2 separate regions of the Lactuca sativa genome follow, and region 1 is linked to region 2. A link is a contact called in public Hi-C data. All regions are on one chromosome and are shown on one strand. The core of a region is the stretch at or near the end of the contact, and the rest is flanking DNA. Distances in the headings are between cores, read along the strand shown. Region 1 holds the start of LOC111911961 (NAC domain-containing protein 71). Region 2 holds the start of LOC111911960 (NEDD8-conjugating enzyme Ubc12).

What was found. A called contact is a pair of places that touch in the nucleus more often than the background predicts.
Region 1: a contact with region 2 is called in a Hi-C map of bud, with 9 times the contacts expected there. The contact joins the promoter of LOC111911961 here to the promoter of LOC111911960 in region 2. A contact is called at or near these places in 3 of 4 Hi-C or Micro-C datasets (bud and leaf).

The regions. Positions count from the first base shown.
Region 1 is chr4:231,016,152-231,018,851 of Lsat_Salinas_v11, forward strand. It overlaps LOC111911961 (NAC domain-containing protein 71), which reads left to right and starts at 1,347. Exons shown (of 6, transcript XM_023907726.3): 1 at 1,347-1,508; 2 at 2,393-2,584. The coding sequence starts at 2,416.
Region 2 is chr4:230,766,954-230,769,653 of Lsat_Salinas_v11, forward strand. It overlaps LOC111911960 (NEDD8-conjugating enzyme Ubc12), which reads right to left and starts at 1,277. Exons shown (of 6, transcript XM_023907725.3): 1 at 1,123-1,277; 2 at 285-398; 3 at 102-210; 4 at 1-10. The coding sequence starts at 393.

The DNA of each region.
Region 1 (2,700 bases), core at 97-2,596, 250 kb after region 2:
CGTTTTCATCCATCTGATCATATGGATCCTCATGAGGTGGACTGTCTGGAGTTGGCTGCTCCTTGGGGCATAGCTTGTTCAAAAACGCATCATTCAAGGTCTTGTTCATTGGAATGCAATCACTATCTTCAATGTTATCGTCCAAATTACATTGAACTAGCTTGCACTTCATCTAGGTCAATGCCTCCTTCTGTCTCAACATGCAACTCTTCTATTACTTCACCTACAACAAAAAACTTGTCCTCGGGGGGGGGGGGGGGGTGCATACTTCAACTATCTCATCACGAATCCATTGATGAGCATTAACACCAACATAATCCATGTACACAGAAATTACACAGCCACAATCATACCCTACTCCGATCAATCTCATGGTAGTATTTCTTAGTTGCTATTATCCTCAATCAATCAGGGAACTCAATATCGGGCATGCAAAAGTACACATTAACACATGCCTCGTTTGCAAATCTTTGAATGAACAATAAAAATTCGTTTTTGTCCATTCCAGCAAAATCCACATCCTCAAACATCTACTCTGCTCCATCTGAGTAACTGATCACTAGATAGCTCGTAAACGTACTGGCAAAATGAAGATCGATCTTCATGTAGACGCCCATAGCAAGAATCCAATGGAGACTTTTTCGAGGAACAGTAGAAGAAAAGAGAAGAAAGGGGCAGATGAAACTGACTAAAGAAGAATATATCTTGTAGAGGAAGGGTTAAACATCTCATTTAATGAACATTACGTGATATGTGATTTGGCGTATGAGGTGGCTTTTTTCTAATGGCATGTACAAGATAACCTGCTGATTGGGATAGGGGTCACCGGGTGACCCCTTAACTTTTTAGAAAATGACATTAAAAATCGGTAAAATGTGAATTCATGTCTTTATAAAACCAAAAAATAACACAATGGACTTTTTAAACCGAAATACGTAAGTTCGTAAGGCTACAGTGACATTTTCCCTTACTAAAATGACCAACCATTTAGTTTGCCAAGTCCATCGTGTTTGTTTTTTGTTTTTTTTTTTTGTTTTGTATTTTTTTTCGTAAAATTGTTTTATGAATTATCACCATTACAAAACCCTTCAAAAAAGAAATTTTCAAAATGTTTTTTGCAAAGTTTTTTTGTAAATATATATTCGAATATGATCACCTATCAAACTATTACACTATCCATTCCGACCATTTTATTGATTAATTAATGATTAATGATTAATGATTTTGTGAATACAATTTTGAAGATTTCGTACAAAGTAGCGACGACCGGATTCAATAAGACGTGCTACACCACTTAACTACGGTCTACGGCGGCTTAGATTTTACCAAAAGAGCTAACCTAAGTACTAACCCATTACAACCATAGTTAACATTCCCCCTTATATATCTCATAACCCCTATCACTCTTCCTTAATTTCATTAAGCAAACACACACACACACACATTACAATTTACACACACAGAGTCGGAGGAGCAGACGCCGGAGTCTTCTACTCCGGTCGCCGGAGGTAATCTTCCCCGTTGACCAACCTTCGAGTCAACGGTCTATCACTGTATCTGCACCCAAATCCACAGAAAACCTGGGGTGGACCGGGTCAGCCAACCCTTTGTGGGGTTTTCTGTGACTTCGTGTGTAAATACATCCCCGATCATCTGGAATTATACATTCTTTGAGTAGTATTATGCAAATCATTGGTGTTTTTTGAGTGTTCATGCCGTGGATGTGTTAGTATTGATGTTTCTCTGATGTTAAATTAAATATGCTGTTCTGATGTATAGGTCGATCGATTTATGTTCATATTTGTGCTATTGTTTTGTGTATCTGGTGTTAAAGTTGTTGTATTGAATGATTCTGACAGGATTTCCGTTTTCGGTGTTTTTGTTTCGATGATTTTGACTGTGTTGTCTGATTTCTAATGCTTCTTCGTTTTAAGAAATAATCTAACAACGTCAAATCAATAAATATTTCCTCCCTTTCCTTTTCCAGCTTGATGAAAAGATCGATTATTTGTCTCGAATTCTGATTTGCTCTTTGTGTTCGAAGGGACAAAGTGATAAGTTAGCAGATCGATGATGAAATTTGCACTCTGATAGTACAATCAAACGTTTATATCAACTATTGAAATAGATAAAGTATCCTTGAACTTTATTGATTCACTTGATTAGATTCTCTCAACTTGTATCAAGTACATCAAATCTAAATGATAGATAATTTGCTTTAGCCTTTATGTGTATCTTGTTTCCGATTCTTAATTCATTCAGCTCCAATTCTGAATTTCATTTTCTAACTTCAATCATAATAGGTTACCTATTCAGCTTATTAACATTTTAGAGTTAAATCAAGTAGAAATCATGAATCCCAGTTTAACCAACACTTTCATTTTTCATGTAGAGAATTAGATTCACTTCCACAGAATGTGTCCTCCAGCATCCTCCATTCTTCCTGCAACTCAACTTGGTGACTACTTAACAGATGAAGGGATCTGTAAGTTCTTGATGATGATAAAAAATGGATCCTCCTCCTTACCTGACTACATACTTCCTGATGTGGATCCTTTCCAATTCTCACCTGCAAATTACCCTGGTTAGCATGATAGCATCCATGTTTATACATATGTTAAAGCTATTATGCTCTTTTGTATTTCATACTTATAAAAGATCCCCAATGGTTTATTATGATTAACAACTAATCAAAATCAA
Region 2 (2,700 bases), core at 27-2,526:
TGTGCCACCTCTGAAATCAAGATAAGAAGATAATCAGTTAGATAAAAGAAAGATGAATGCATATAAATTAATACACATATGATTTTGTTGCATATACTTACAAGTAGTATCCATCATCAGGCCTAATGGTTACTTCAAAGTTCATGAGATCATCTTTTCCATTTGGGAATGATATGCTACATGTCTTGGGTAGGTTTAATTCACTTATATCTGCAAAAAGAATAAAAAAAAAAAAGATGAATTTTGCAAAAGCAGAATCATGATTTGATTTGAAGTAACTTTACCTTTGTGAAGACGCAATTCGCCTGCACTTTGCTTCTTAACAGGTGGTTTGCCATTAGAATTTTCTGCAAGTTCCCTTTGTTTCTCCTTAACTTTGAACAATTTAATCATTATACCTATAGTAAAACAAGAGAGAATAAGTAAAATTAGTGCAGAAAACATTAGTATTTATGTATTGACCTTTATAAAACAGATGTACACACAAGCAAGATCCTGTGATATTGATGATCAAATCACAGCTGCTGATGGAAGCATGGAACTAGCAACAAAATGAAAATAAATCTAGAAGATAACAGAATTTCACTATCAATCTCAAAATTTGAACTCTAAACACTATTTGATTCACAGAAAAGGAAAATATGTTCCCCAAATACTACAGATTTCACATTTGAGCAAAAGAACCAATGAATAAGATGAGATTTTCACAGAATCTATCATGAAAGTCAGCGTAAGGGTAAAGCAAACTATAAGAAAACAATTAAAGGAAGCTTAGCAACTGAGGAAACAATAAAAGCCCAATAATAGCATCGGTTGCCAAAATTAGGGCACAAAATCAGTTGCCGGAATATTTAAAGGCGGAAACTAATCCAGTCAAAAAACAACTACTAGCTAAACCCTGAACAAGCAAATCCAAAACGAAGAAAGTCGAAAAAGATGCTTAGATCAAACCAGAACAGAGAGAAATGAGCTCACGATTAGTCAAAATCAAAACCTGAGCTAAAGAATTGTTTCTTAAAAGCTACCAATATTGCGATCTGATCGAATAACACGGAAATCAGGCGTGTTTATTCAATAATTATATGCATGTACATGTGATTTACAAGCATAAAGGAAGCTAACCTGTTGGATCAAAAGCCGAGTAAAAGGAGAGAAGAGAGGAGGAGAGAAAGATATTTGGGATTTCGGGGAGAGGGTTCTTATCGAAACAGATGGTGAGAGAATCTACACGAAACGACGCTGAAAGCAAGTCTACTATTTGGAAATTTGGCTTCGTCTATTCCTAATAGTGATGTATTTGTTATTTTTCTTGTTATATTATTATACTTCAGATTTTTTGTTATATTTATAGATTATTTTATATGAAAGCATTATCTTTTAAAAACTATACTATTATAGTAACGAACCAGATTCATGTGTGGCAGCAAATAAATAAAAAAAAAAAAAGAATAAAGCCCATCCTCGCCGGTGTCGTGCTCCGCTCGTCCCCTCTCCACCATCTCGAGGAAATTGTTCGTTCCAACAACGAACGTATGGCATGTGAATGTGAAAAGGTGGCGGAGGTGCTAACTCCACTTGTCGCATTATAACCTCTAATGAATTATGGGTCATTTGATCAAGATGGTAGTTACTTATAATGTGATGGTATACCCATGGATGACATAAGGGTCATTTGGTCAAGATGGTAGTTGTTTATAGTGTCATGGTATACCTATGGATGACATATGGGTCATTTGATCAATATGGTAGTTGCTTATAGTGTCATGGTATACCCATGGATGACATATGGGTCATTTGGTCAACATGGTAGTTGCTTATAGTGTTATGGTATACCCATGGATGACATATGGGTCATTTGGTCAATATGGTAGTTGCTTATGGTGTCATGGTATACACATGGATGACATATGAGTCATTTGGTCAATATGGTAGTTGCTTATAGTGTCATGGTATACCCATGGATGACATATGGGTCAATTGGTCAAGATGGTAGTTGCTTATAGTGTCATGGTATACCCAACGATGACATATGGGTCATTTGGTCAACATAGTAGATGCTTATAGTGTCATGGTATACCCATGGATGACATACGGGTCATTGGTCAATATGGTAGTTGCTTATAGTGTCATGGTATACCCGTGGATGACATATGGGTCATTTGGTCAGTATGGTAGTTGCTTATAGCGCATGGTAACACCTATGGATGACATATGGGTGATGGTAACCCATGGATGACATATGGGTCATGGCTGTGGTGGTAAAATGTGGTAATTGCTAGATTAAAAAGGCATATATCAATTGTGTCAGTTGTGTATTAAAATAGATTGATTTTTCTTTTAGTTATGATTTTTAACAAAACTACCCTTACTAATCAAATTTGAGTCATTGTATGTCTGAGGACAATTTGGTCATATTATAGTCAACATCTTTTAGGCGCCATAATTTTTCCGACGAAACACTTCGTTTCAGTTCTTCAGTCTTATTTCAGTCAGTTGCAAACAACCCCAATTTCAAAATTCCAACAGTCAAAAAACCCTAAAATCATTTTTGCAGAATTAGTATCTTAGTCAAGGGATAATATTATGGAAGCCAGTACTTCTTCGAAGATGTAACCAAGAAATAAAAGCAAATCGCTAACAGACATGCCATGTGAAGTGATTGAGAAGATAATAGTCGACTTGGGAAAAAATTTAGCAGTC